3 separate regions of the Mus musculus genome follow, and all the other regions are linked to region 1. A link is a contact called in public Micro-C data. All regions are on one chromosome and are shown on one strand. Each heading gives the region's core, a stretch centred on a gene start, on an enhancer-like site or on the middle of the called end of the contact. The rest is flanking DNA. Distances are from core to core; before and after follow the strand shown.

Region 1 (4,458 bases), core at 1,291-3,790:
TACAGAGTTTCTTATTTGAGGCTACATATACCAGGAATTCTCCTGTCTCCACCTCCTGTCTCAGTGTAGAAATGCTAGGATTACAGACTGGTCTGATGGTGTCTGGTGGGTTCTAGGGATCTGAACTTATGTCCTCAGGACCTTGGGGCAAGTGCTTTACCCACTGAGCCACTCCACTGACTTCCTTACTCATCGCTGTGTTTGTCCTCTCCCTTCTCTATTCCTACCTCCTCTTAATTTGCTGAGTGAATTCCAAACTCTTCTCTCTCTCTCTCTCTCTCTCTCTCTCTCTCTCTCTCTCTCTCTCTGTCTTTTTAAACAAAGCAGTTTGGTCAGCCAATTTCCCAAACTTCATCAAGGCCCAGGATTTAAATTAAAAAAAAAAAAAAGGCTCTTCTATGCACTGGGATTCATGTTTTTACGAAGGCAGTTGTGGATTAAAAAAAATGGCATTTTTTCTGTTATAATAACCACAGTATTTCATATTTATTGAGTGTCTGCTGTGTGCCTGGCATTCTATCAAGTACTGTCCAGTGTCATTTTCTCATTTGCTCCTCACAACAGTGAGACAGTTTTTGTTATTGATTTTCCTAAAGATAAGAAACGGGTGCATGTGTCAGAAAAATGAGGTAACAGACCTATGATCATTCAGCCAGCAAGTGGTAGAGCAAGGACTAAAAACAAAAACAAAAAATGTAGTCTGGTGGGTCTAAGGCTGTGCTCCTTCTTCTATGTTACATGGCCTTTCAGGGGAGAGAGGAGGAGGAAGCCATCAGACCTGAGGCTACCGAAAGCATCTCCATCTGTTCTTGTATTGTTTCCCAGCTTTGAAAGGGTTGTTTTACATGTTATCTCATTGTTCCTGTGAAGAATGGGCAACTCGTTATTCATGTTACCCAGTTTGAAATGAGGAAAGGAAACTAGGCCTTATGGGAGTAAGTTCTGCATAGGGTGTTTGGTCTTAAGACCAGAAGTTCTAGGTGAGTAGGAGGGTCAGGTGTGGCTGTAGGTGTTAATGACACAGTCAACATGTAAAGCAGAGGCAAAGGGATGAGGGTCAGGAGACCCCCATATGCAACTGAAGTCACCAGAAGGATGGCGGAGCAGCAGCTAGTGAAGGGGCTGGTACCCCAGGAACTCCTCAGAGCACGAGGAACAGTGTGGAGGAGCCATAGGCTGTGATATGGCTCGCGGGCAAAGGAGAGCAAATCTTTGTATGAGGGTGGGCGTGACAATGCTGCCCACCTCCTGGTGTTATGATACATGGAGGTTAAGAAAATGAAGAGCCTTTCTGCAGAGGGCTACCATGGAAGCAGTGTCCCGGGGGAGGATAAGGTTTCGGTAAAGATAAAGAGGTAACCTGAGCATTCTAAAGATGCAGAGGGTGGAACCAGGGTTCTAGAGGGAGCACAGGGGAAGCTGAAAGTCAAATGGGCAGCGCGGACCTGACTAAAGGGGCTGATAAGCAGCTCTAGCGAACATTGTAAGGATTAGGACTCTGATGCTGAGGCAGAGAGGCTGGAAAGAAACATCTTAGACAAGTCATAACGGAACTGAGAAAAATCTGGACTTCTTATCTGACTCGTACTTCTATGACCTGGGGTGGGGATGACTATAGAAAAGAACAAAGAGGAGCTGGAGCGATGGCTCAGTGGGTAAGAGCACTGGCTGGTCTTCCAGAGGACCTGGGTTCAAATCCTAGCACTCACATGACAGCTCACAATTGTCTGTAACTCCAGTTCCAGGGATCCTACACCCTCACACAGACATCCGCGCAGGCAAAATACCAATGCACATGAAATAAAAAATCATTAAAAGGAAGAAAGAAAAGAATAATAACTCCAGACCCAAATGTCAGGCCAGTGACCTCAGGACAATGGAAGGTGAAATCCATATAAGAATTTGAAGGTGACCTACCACTCCTGGAAGATCTGGGGTCTGCTAAGGCTCAGACAAGAACATTTACCACTCCAGTTGGCAAACTCCATGCTACTGCTGGTCATGGAGAAGCAGTGAGTGTTATCTTAACAAGGTCGAAATCATTTCAAAAGGTTCCTCAGGTCACTGGTATAGAGGCTGGAAAGAAGGCAGGAATTAGAATTCTTGCATTAGTCCCATGAGTCCTGAACCAGGATACTTTATGCAGAGAAAAGGAAACCTAGAAGAAGATTGGATTTGTTCAGATGGGATTACCAGTCTCAGACGACAAGGACCATGAAGAGGTGATGAGTGGGGCAGACGGTGATAGCCAGCTTCCTAGCTCATTTTTCACTTGTGGACAGGTTGTGCTCCCTCCTTGAGAGTTTATGAGAATGGAGTAAAGCATTTGGAAAGAGCAAAACTTGACGCCATCATCATCTACATTATCACCAAAGACCTCTGAGCACCCTGTAGGTGCAAACTATAGAATGTGGGCAGATTATAAAAGTCACCCAGATATATAGGGTGTAAGGCTCCCAAGAAATTGTAGGTTCCTTACACCAGCCCAGAACGCAGGGGCGGGGCGGATCTTACATGGGTTCCGCCCAGGGGCGGGGCTTGGACCCAGCGGGAACCCAACCCATCTTCAGCCAGAGCCTCAGCCCTCCGTAGCCGAGGTGGGAACCAGACCCGCCTCGCCTGCCTCTCACCCACTATCGCCAAGTGCAACAGTCCGGCTGCACTGTCCGTGAGCCAGCTCTTATCCGAGGTAAGGGGCGCGGCCTCGACCGGGCTCCGCACTGCCTGGGAGCCGGGGACCGAGTGCAAGGCAGCCTAGGGGACTCAGAGAGGGGCTGCGAGAGGCCGCCAGGGACCCGCACCGCAGCAAAGCAGGAGTGCTGGCTCGCACTCCGCACAGGTCCGCCGGGAAGCAGCGACCATTGGGGCTGGGGGCAGATGAGCAGCTACTACAGGCAGTAAGGGGTGGCTGGGTACATCTTAGGGCAGCAGAGGGATGCTGAAAGGATGGAGGGGAGGCAGGCGAAAGGGGGCGTGAAGGCGGAGAGCTGGGTGGGCTCGAGGGGCTTTGAGACGAGCAGAAGAGCAAGGGCTGAAAGGAAGGGGCGCAGAGCAGGAACGGGTGTCTGGTGGGATTGAGAACTTCCGGGACGTGAGTGTGGTTAGCTGGGAGTGAAAGGGTGTAGAACCGAGCCCCGCTGGTACCCGCGAAGGGGTCTCAAGGGATGGAGACATAGGGTTGGGGCTTGGAGGGGATGAGCTTGGAAGAAGGGAAATGTGGGGAGCCAGCTGAGTCTACTCCGCCCCGCAGAAAGGGGCGGGAACTAGGTAGGGGAGTGGGTCTTGACCCTGCTTGTGGGCGAGGGACACCTAAGTTCTGGTCAGGATGGAGGAAATGGCGCTGGAATGGAGCAGGGTCTTGTAGCTGGAAGCAGAGAAACCTTGAGGGAACTTGGAGAGTGAAATTGCAGGGATGATGGGTGTGAGGTGAGGGTTGAGTACAACCTTGGCACTAGCCGAGTCTTGGCTCCTGACAGCATGAGGACAGCAAACACTGGACAAGACTACAATGCCAACTGGAGCCATGGGCAAGAAGAGAATAGTGAACAGAAAAATTCATCCACATGCAATTCTATCTTGGTGTCAAATGTGGAAGAGACTTTGAGAGGGCAGGATGACAACCTCTAGAAGCCAAAAGAGGTGTGGAGTGAAAGTGGATTTCTCCATCCCACCTTCCCAGAATCCACAGGAAAGCTGTAGACTGTAAACGAAATAAGTGAGTGTGTGTGTGTGTGTGCGTGCGCGCGCACGCGTGTGTGTGTGTGTGTGTGTGTGTGTGTGTGTGTTTGTGTGTGTGTGTGCGCCCTCATGCAAGCAGATAGAGCACATCCCTTCTGCATCCCCAAACAGAAGAAGAGGAGTGTGCTTGCTTCGCAGATATGAGGACCTAGATTCACATCCTCAGTGTGGAAGAGGCTGCCATCATCTCTGTGCCTGTAACTCTAGCTGTAGGGACAGAGACATGGTGAACCCCTGGAGCTTGAAATGTGACGGTCTCAAACAAACAAACAAACGAACAAATAGGCTGGGCTGGAGAGATGGCTGGAGAGATGGCTCATCATTCAGGAGCACTTGTTGCTCTTGTAGACAAGGGTTCAGTTCTCAGGAGCAGCATGTGGTTCACAACCACCCTACCTGCAGTTCTGGGGGGAATCTGACTCCCTCTTCTGACCCTTACAGGCACCAGGCACTAGTGTGGTGTGTGTACATACAGAAACGTAGGCAAGACATTCATACACATTAAAAACAACTAAGTCTAAAGGAATAAAAAAATAAGAAAGGGAGCAAAAGAGGAAGCTGCCCAGTGCCCTCCATTAGCCTCGGCATTGATCCCTGCTCCATCTCTGTGAGTTCACAGAGCACCTGGCGTGGTGTAAGTGTGCAGTGCCTATGGATTGAGTGGGAAACAGCATGGTGGTTGTAAGAATCAGGGAGAATTATGTGGGCTGACAAGAGTTC
Region 2 (4,287 bases), core at 1,241-3,740, 270 kb after region 1:
TCATTCATCAATCACATGCTTCTCAGTCATTTTTACTCAATAAAAATCCTTGATATGCAAATATATACTAACACTTAGCTCCTGCAGGGACTGTCTATACTGCTTTAACTTCAGGTTAAAGGACTTTAGGACATGGAATGTAGGAACATTTAAGAAGGCTGTAGTTTTAGAGAACTGACATAGGCATTAATCAGGAAACTGCTCAGATAGCATAGAGACCAAGAAGGGGGCGAGGGAGTAATGGGGAGGCAGTGAGTGTGAGCATAAGAAGGGATAAAGACCCAAGCCACGTTACAGACTTAGGAGACAGAGGAGGAGCGGCCAGTGGACAAAGTGATGGGCCTTTCCATCACACAATACAAGGAGAGGCAGACACAGAACAAGAAAAGATTCAGTTAGCTTGAAAACTGGAGGTAGAGTACCACAACACAGAGAAGAGGGCTGGCAAGCCCCAACTGCTGGAGCCCTCAGGAATCAGAAGAGGACTGTCAGTCCAGGCCAGCCCAGCAAAACCTTAAACAAAACACAACAAAAGAATATACAAGATGAAAACCAAGATGACTCCAAAATTTTTACTTATGGCTTAAAAAGCCTCTGACGTAGTCAATCCTAAAATCTGATAAGCCTCAACTGTCAGAAGTGGTTTGTTTGCTGTTTAAAGTGTGTGCATGCACATGCATGTGTATGTAGGTGTGTGTGCACACGTGTACAAGTTGTGCATGGGGTGTGTGCATTTGTAGGGGGGTCTGCATTTGTATATGTGCATGAACATGTATGCATATATGTGTATGTGTGAAGTCAGGCATTTTCCTCAATCACTCTCTACCTTATGTTAGTCAAGGTCTCTCACTGACGCTAAGCTTGTCACCAGCTTTTCCCATGGGTTCTAGGAATCCAAACTCAGGTCCTCGAGCTTGGGTGGCAGTGCTTTATCCACTGAGCCATCTCTCTAGCCCTAGAAGCTAATGGTACAATACCTGCGTGCAATCCCAGCACTCTGGAAGCTTAGGTGGGAGGATTTGAATTCAAAACCAGCTTGGGATACATAACAAATATCAAGTAAGCCAAAGCCATATTTCAGGACTTGTCTTTAAGAAAATAATAAAAGTTTTACTGAATTTATGAGTAAGAAGTATTCAAATACATGTTATTATGGGAAAAAATGAGAATTTCTCTTTAATGCATTTTGGGATGAGAGGGAAGAGTGGGGCAAAAGAAGGTGATTTTAAGGGGCCAAACCAAGTCTCAGCTCACAAGGAGACATACAGAAGGTCAAAAGGAAAGGAAGATATAATCACTTTACTTGGATTAATAAAGAAAAAAAGGGGAGGAGAAATCAATGCCTATTTAAAAACAAAAAAAGCTGGGCGTGATGGCGCACACCTTTAATCCCAGCACTCAGAAGGCAGAGGCAGGTGGATTTCTGAGTTCGAGGCCAGCCTGGTCTACAGAGTGAGTTCCAGGACAGCCAGGGTTACACAGAAAAACCCTGTCTCTCAAAAAAAAAAAAAAAAAAAAAATTCAGGAAGGAGCTAGGTGTGGCAGCTCATGCCTGAATGACCAGCACTTGGAGAGCTGAGTCAGGGGGATCACCCCTCAGTTCAAAGCCAGTTTGGTCTAGATAGAGTTCCAGGTCCAGACTGCAGGGTGAGACAAGCCAATAAAAATGAAATAATAAGTAAAATTTATGAAAAAGACTAAAACAAAGCAAGTGACACGTGAAAAATGAATCAGCTACTAATTCTTTTGTTTGCTTTTGAAATAAACAAGATCAATTAGATAAGACCTAACAAAGTAACAGAAGCCTACAAGAAATTATAATAATGAATGTATGCTACTTTATAAAATGCTTATACTTTAATAAAATGCTTAGAAAAAACGACATTCTTTAGCTCCTGGGGGGGGGAGCTTTTGTACTTAAAGAGAAGTGTGCGCATGTTCCTGTGGAGTGGAGAAGCGGGAAGGCATTTCTGAATTATCAAGAACAACATTCCATCTGAAGGTTTCATTCTGGCTCCAGTTTCTCCAAGGAATTCTGCTCAGGGCAAACAGCAGCAAGCCACTTCCTCTCTCTTCTATATTTAGCTCTAAGCTGCTAATACAATATCTTTGCCTTTCCTTCAGAAAGGATACACTTCTAGATCAAGACTGTAGTTACAACCCTGCACGTCCCACAAGCTTCAGCCCCATCCTCTAGAAGACAATCTAGACACAGCTATCGAATGTCATCGATTCAGCACTCACGACAAACACAATTTATGTTTATGCAGATCACTGTGCACCATCACCATTTCAGGCACCACTTCAGTTTTCCTAGGAAAACCAAGTTTCTGAACAGAACAAATAACTAGGAAGATGTGTTGGGCTTTTTCCCCTCGAACACTTTGAACTGCTCCCTCTGCTGGCGTAAGAAGAGAACTGTGCAGCATGACCAGAACTGAAAGAAGATGGAGCACAGGTCAATGTCTGACTCCCTGGTCATTAACTCCATTCAGGGAACATCCCCATGCGTCCTGTGGCTAGGCTTCCAAGCCTCCCTAATAGTTGGTGACAGAACTGAGCATGCCTTGTGATGTGACTCACTACCATGTGACCAATGTCCCAGTTAACCTTGCCTCAGTGGGCCCAGGCAGTGTCGACCTCTGCTTGGATATACACTGAGCACAGAAGAACCCTGCGACACCTACTCCCATGAAACACTAATACTGCAATGGGAGAAAGTGACGTGGATACAAAGGGGCTCCGGTATGATAAAATATAAGTCAGAGTGACTGACCCAGAATCACAAGAAAGTAAGGTGGAAACAAACAGTACTGTATAATGAGAATTGTCAATATAAATCTTGGCCCTGTTACTTCCTGCATGTGTGACCAAAAATACAAATTAATACAAGCCTCAAGCCCACCCCTGGATGGTGAGGATAAAAATATCTACCTCACTAGGGTGGGTTCGATCCCTGTGAAGGACCAGCATAACATTAAACTGGCCCTTAGCGGCCAGGCAGTGGTGGGCCACACCTTTGATCCCAGCACTCTGGAGGCAGAGGTAGGTGGATCTCTGAGTTCAAATCCAGTCAGAGTGAGTTCCAGGACAACCAAGGCTACACAGATAAACCCAGTCTCCAGAAATCAAAAACCAAACCAGAATAAAACAAAACTGGATGAAGTAAATTGAACCCTAGAGTTTTCTACATATGTCTAACGGCTTGTAGAAACGTTCCTTTCATTATGAATCTTTACTCTCTCTCTCCACCAGCACACACCAAGCAATGTGCCCCAAACTGAAAAGATTGCCTACTAAGTAAGATCCACAGGTCTCCTCCCAAGGTTATATAATATATAAGCAGCACTTGCTTGAGACAGAAGACTGATGACTGCCTGCAGGGAGCTCTAGCAACTGAAGCTTCCAAGAGTCACCGCCCATGCTGAGATGTGGCTTTCCATGACACATTTCCCTTCAGTTGTCTGTGTTCCCGAAGTAACCCAAATAAACCCCCATTCCCACTTACCGCTCTGCTATGCCCTCTACCGCATGGTACACTAATTATGCCTTGGAAACCATGAGCTGAATGGGATTTCTCACCTTTAAGTTGTTTCCATCAGGTATCTTGTCATGGCTACATAAAAGTTACCTAGTAGCCACAGGAAAAGTTGTTCTTAAACATACACAGGACTGAAGGGTCAAGGAAATGGCATTGTTCTTCCCTTCAGGAAGAAGGACTGGAGTGATAATTAGCGTCATCTTTTCAATACTCTCCTTAGATTGTTACATTGAAAATTTATTTTAGTGAGTAAGAAAAATGAATTGTGGAATAAAATGTAAATTACTAACAAAAATAAAAATGGATTAGAGAGGTAGGTCTAACTGGCTACTCACTATACTGGAGTTCATAATTAAACTTGGGAAGATTATAATTTCAAATATCTAGGGAGGATTGAAAGTAGAAAACAAATTAAGAAGAACATAGGTACACTAGCGAGATCTAATCCTCCCACAGCAATATAACCAACTCCCAACACACGAGTCCAGCTCTATCAACCCACACAAATATCCCGAGTACCACTGAAATTAAACCAGCTAATTACAGAATTAATTAGAGCTGATTCACTTCCTTTACATGAAATGTGTGACTTTTTGTACTGGAAACATTACCACATAAAAATCAGAAACATAACATAACAGAGGAAACATCTTAAGTCAACCCAAGACAGTGACATCTGTTCGCTGGTGATAATGCTGAGCTAACATTGCTCTCAAAGTAGAAGACAGTCAAACCTATAACCATGC
Region 3 (4,913 bases), core at 492-2,991, 400 kb after region 1:
CCCAAGCCTGGGTTCTATAAGAAAGCAAACTGAGTAAGTCAGTAAGCAGCACCCCACCATGGCCTCTGCTTCAGACCCTGCCTCCAGGCTCCTGCCCTGTTTGAATTCCTTTCCTCACTGCTTTTGATGATGACCAGACTGTGAGGGAAATAAATTCTTTACTCTTCGGGTTGTCTTTGGTCATGGTGTTTCATCACGGCAGTAGTCACCCTAAATAAGAACCTTTGCAGATGACAATTTCAGGTAAGCGGTTCCTTATTCTAACTAAGTGTGGCAAAATGAAAAAGAGTAAGGTGTATAATGTTGAATACAGGCAGGACAAAGGCCTTCATTTAAGCATATACTATAATGTTATGGTGTTAAAATACATATATATTAAAAAATCTCTGCCACTGGTGAGCTGAGGGGGGTGGTTAGACTTATGTAAACAGGTCATTAGGAGGTTGTTGCCCTCTTCTAGTAAAGTCAACAAAAGAGTATGAACACTAGTTTGGAGAGACAATACTCTGTCAAGAGGTGGCATTTATGACAAAAAGGAATTTGAGAGGAACCGGGCACTGGTGGCACATTCCTTTAATCTCAGCACTTGGGAGGCTGAGGCAGGCAGATTTCTGAGTTCAAGGCCAGCCTGGTCTACAGAGTGAGTTCCAGGACAGCCAGAGCTATACAGAGAAACCCTGTCTCAAAAAACCAAAACCAAAACCAACCAACCAACCAGACAAAAAAAAAAAAAAGAATTTGAGATGGGACTTTATGCACTCACTGTACCTCTGAACTCCACTGTGGCCCTACACCTGCTTTTTTTTTTTTTTTTTTTTTTTTTTTTTAAATTAAACAGTCTAGGCAGGACAGGGAGCAGGCAAGGCAAGCAGTTCCTTCTTGCTCCCAAGATTTTTACTTTAGAAGGATTTACATGCCTTCTTAATGTGATAGCAGGTAGAAAGATTTGTAATCCAGCTTTCTAGTTAGTTTTTAAACTTCGGGTAAGAGAGTTGTTTTGTTTTGTTTTGTTTTTTCTTTTCGGGGAGGCCCTTTTCTTTTTATTTCAGTCAGGGCCTTACTATGTGTCCTTGAACTCACTATGTAGAGCAGGCTGGCATGGAACTCTCAGAGATTAAAGGTATGTGCCACCATGCCTGGCTGGCTTTCACCATCCTCATTTGTATAACTTCTTTCTGTTTCAAATCCCCTATTCACACAATTTTTTAAAAAAGTATTTAGGCCTGGAGTAGTGGTACATCTCCTTAATCCCAGCACTCTGGAGGCAGAGGGAAGTGGATCTCTGTGAGTTTGAGGCCAGCCTGATCTATACAGTGAGCTTCGGGATAGCCATGGCTACACAGAGAGAGACCTTGTTTTAAACAAACAGCAAACAAACAAAAGCATTTAGTGCAGAATCACACACAATCAGAATTATTTAATGTTATTACTACTAAACCGCTCCTGTCATTACTTAGTACCATTACTTTTTTAGTTCCCACAACCCACCTGGACATGGTTCTAATTTCTCCCCGCACTTTACAGAAAACAGCAGCCCAGGAAGAAGGATGGTGGGTGACCTGCCTAAACTCAGGTCTCTGTGGCGCCGCCTCCGCTGACCGTCCACCCCAGAGCCCTATCCGCACCGGGTTTTCCAGGGAGGCCGGGGTCAGGGCCTGGTTCCGCGGCTCAGACTCCCGCTCCGGGCTTTGCGCGCCGCCACGGCCTGTGAGGCCGGCGGGGCGGGGCGGGGCGGGGCGGCGTGAGGAGGGAAGTTGTCGAAGTTCGGGGAGACGCCCGGCCGCCGGCCTCGCCTACGGCCTGTCCCTCCGCCTCCTTCCCGCCCCGGGCCCCCGTCCGTCCGTCCTTCCTTCCCCTCCCGTGCATGATGGAAACACCATGGCTGCGGCAGCCCAGCTCTCCCTGACACAGGTAACGCCGCCCGCCGGTCGGCCCGGCTCGACCCGCCGGGGTTCCCCGGCCCTCCCTCCCCCCCTCCACCGCTCTGGGGCGCTGGCGCGGCGGCTGCCCTCGGGCCGCACGGTGGGAGCGCGTGTGAGGAGTGCGGGCGCCATCCCGAGTCGGAGCGGGAGCGGCGAGCCGGGGCCGCCGCACCCCCGCCCCGGGTCGCCGGGCTCTCGGCTCCGCCCCGCGCGGCTCCCACCCGGCCGCCGCCCCCGCCGCGGGTCTCCGCGCCGCTCTCCTCCAGGTCCCGTCGGCGCTCACCTTCTCGGCAAGTTTCTCCTCCGGGCCTGACGGCCGCCAGGTGAGCTCCGGTGGGGCTCACGCTAGACAGCGGCCGCGGGCGATGCGAGGCTCGACTTCGGCGGGGCAGGGTTCCCTCAGCTTCGCTCTGCTCCGGTCCGCGGGAGCGACGACTGCCGAGTTCCCCTCAGTTCCCTCAAGTCAGCCTGGCTTCCAGAAGTCGCATCCTGTCCGGGCACTTGACCCACTCACTTCTGCTCAGATCCCCTTGCAGACTTTCCCACCCGCGAGGGCGCCGTCTCTGATCGTCGTCCGAGGGGTCATGGTGCCAGCCTTCTGCAGGTGGGGCGCCTCTTTCCTCCCTGGTGCCCGGAACCACCGGGGAGATAACTTTGTCCTGGGACGATCTCGACCAAAAGCTGTTCTCGGAGTCTGTTCTCGGAGTCTCGCCTCTTTATCATCATCATCATTATTAAAATGTTCTCTTCCTTCAGAGCCCCATCCTCGAGGGATACATCTAAACATCACTCACTTAGGAGAACCTGAGTTCTCCGTTTCTGTAAAACCAAGCGTAGTCATCTCAAGACACCCAGGAGGGATGAGGTACCAAACACCTGCCAGTCCCTTTCATCTTCACTGCCCAGAAGTTTGCCTTCTCCATAGCTGGGGGCTGTGTACTCCCTGGTATAAGCCCACCTCAGCCTATCAGCCTGCCCTGTGATAGCTCCCTGCCATCTTGTCTCCTTGGCCTAGATTTGCCTGTACTTATAAGGTAGGGCATGTGTTTGGGTAATAGATTATTTCTATGTTATGATAAAGAGGTTTTGAGGTGTTTCTTTCCAAGAACTTGGAGATAAAAAAGTATTTTCCCCAGGAGCCAGGGTGGAAATTTTATTTACTTATTTATTTTGAGACAGGGTCTCAAATAGATCAAGCTGGCTTTGAACTCACTATGTAATCAAGAATATCAAGAATGACCTTGATTTTGGATCCTTCTTCCTCCATCTCCCAAGTGGACTGTACCACTATATTAGTTTATTCATCGCCAGGGATCAGACTCAGGACTTCATGCTGGCTAGACAGGCCCTGTACCGACTGAGCCATATCCCCAGCAAAAGTGATTCTATATATACTGTATGTGTGTGTGTGTGTGTATTATAGTGCGCACACACACACACACACACACACACACACACAGAGGCATCCCACAGGTAAGACAGCCTTTAGGAATAACCTCATAAACTTTACATTTCCAAATTTATTTCCTGTGGGTCATTGTGTTTTGACTTGCATCTAACAGGGAAGAACTTTTAAGATGGCCCAGTCTTGTCATGAATCTGTTTAGAAGGGTCCTTCTGAAACTCACATTTGAGGAATGGAAACATTGACTTTTGGGTGTTGGCTTTCTGAGTCTAGATAGTGACCTGCCTTAAACATGATCTCTGTTGGCAGGCACTTGTATTCTGACTCTGTTGGCTAATTCTGGTAGTTTCCCCCGACCCCCCTATTAAAGATTTTGTTCCCTTGAAGACTTCTGTAGAATTGCTTCTTGGTTGTGTGCCTACTTTATTTTCTTCTTGGATTGTACTGTGTTTTTAGTTTCTGTTTAGGATCACTTATCTCTGGAAATTTGCTTCAGGCTCTCAGTTTTGTAGTCATTTTCATAATTTGCATATGTTCTTGTGGTTGTATAGTTAGGTGTTAAAATGTATCCAGAGTAAATGCTGAATCACTAAGGGGAAATTATTCTTTAGTATTTCATGTTTGAACTTAAATTGATAATTCAAATAAGTCAATTTAAAATATTTAGATATTAAAATACTAAGATATAGTGAGATATTATAAAGGCACAGGGGAAAAAGTTTTTAAAATATTTACTAATGTATCTTTTTCCTTCAAACTTAGCAGATTTATAGTTCTTAGATATAATTACTTATTTGTGTATGAGTGTTTGCCTGCATGTATATATGTATACCACATTCATGTCTGGTGCCCATATAAGACAGAAGAGAGTGTCAAATCCCTTGGAACTAGAGTTATGGATGGTTATAAACCACCATATGGCTACTGGGAACCGAACCTGAGCCCTCTGCAAGAGCCACAAGTGCTATTAACTTGAGCTGAACCATATCTCCAGTCCTTGATTTTAACATGTGTGTGTGTGTTGCACACATATGAGTGTGCAGGTGCATGTGCTGGTTGGAGTGCATGAAGAGACTAGAGGAGAATGTCAGGTGTCTTCCTGTATCACTGTCTGCCTTGCAGCCTTGAATGAGAGATTGCCATTTAGGCGGGCCAGCTTGTTTCTGCTCTTTACTGCTGGGGTTATAGGCATGCTTGGCCGTGCTAGGTTTTTATGTAGGTACTAGGGATTTGAATTCCACTCCTCATGTTACATAGTGTTTTTACCTACTGAGCCATCTCCTCAGTTCCTCATACTTTTTGTTTAAAAAGTTTTAGCTGCTTGAACTAAGTCAGATAATGGTGTAGTTTGGTTTCACATTCATTATTGATTTATTTATGTTACCTTGTGTTTCTTTTTTCTGCTCTTCTAACACAGAGCTAGATATGGTATACTCAAGTGGGAGATTCTTCAAGGTAGACATGTGGAAGGTTCAAAGTGTATGGCTATGTTGCCATTCTAGTCTGGGTTCGTTGACTTAGTGATCCTTCTGCCCCAGTCTCCCAAGAAGCTGGGATTATGGATGTGTGTGTCACTGGGCCCGCCC

Evidence for each region. Hi-C and Micro-C count contacts between places; a contact is called where the count stands out from the background.
Region 2: a contact with region 1 is called in a Micro-C map of granulosa cells, with 3 times the contacts expected there. The contact joins the enhancer-like site here to the promoter of Rab3b in region 1. A contact is called at or near these places in 14 of 39 promoter capture datasets (the 3T3-L1 cell line, 3T3-L1-derived adipocytes, the C10 cell line and 10 more), 3 of 15 datasets of contacts at CTCF or cohesin (the NIH/3T3 cell line, embryonic stem cells and pro-B cells), 28 of 484 Hi-C or Micro-C datasets (the 4T1 cell line, the C3H10T1/2 cell line, CD4 T cells and 19 more), 5 of 115 datasets of contacts at active chromatin or transcription factors (bone marrow-derived dendritic cells, embryonic stem cells and forebrain) and 3 of 9 other capture datasets (adipose tissue, embryonic stem cells and liver).
Region 3: a Micro-C map of embryonic stem cells shows a contact between it and region 1, with 6 times the contacts expected there. The contact joins the promoter of Eps15 here to the promoter of Rab3b in region 1. A contact is called at or near these places in 2 of 39 promoter capture datasets (second pharyngeal arch cranial neural crest and stem cell-derived epiblast-like cells), 2 of 484 Hi-C or Micro-C datasets (both in embryonic stem cells) and 1 of 115 datasets of contacts at active chromatin or transcription factors (embryonic stem cells).

What each region holds. Positions count from the first base shown.
Region 1 is chr4:108,876,530-108,880,987 of GRCm38.p6, forward strand. Rab3b (RAB3B, member RAS oncogene family) reads left to right here and starts at 2,541. Exons shown (of 5, transcript NM_023537.5): 1 at 2,541-2,689.
Region 2 is chr4:109,145,356-109,149,642 of GRCm38.p6, forward strand. The region is part of intron 3 of Osbpl9 (oxysterol binding protein-like 9); the gene reads right to left. The region is part of intron 1 of Gm52703 (a long non-coding RNA gene); the gene reads left to right. Among named protein-coding and RNA genes, the nearest start is that of Gm52703, 14 kb to the left of the region's middle. Within about 2 kb of position 2,491, at least 85 of the 459 cell types and tissues checked have an H3K27ac peak or open chromatin away from gene starts, as enhancers often do. A contact at or near this core is called in the 4T1 cell line, the C3H10T1/2 cell line, the MC38 cell line and 6 more, where this site is marked.
Region 3 is chr4:109,278,534-109,283,446 of GRCm38.p6, forward strand. It overlaps Eps15 (epidermal growth factor receptor pathway substrate 15), which reads left to right and starts at 1,742. Exons shown (of 25, transcript NM_007943.3): 1 at 1,742-1,911. The coding sequence starts at 1,879. Gm40225 (a long non-coding RNA gene) reads right to left here and starts at 1,790. Exons shown (of 3, transcript XR_868003.2): 1 at 1,489-1,790.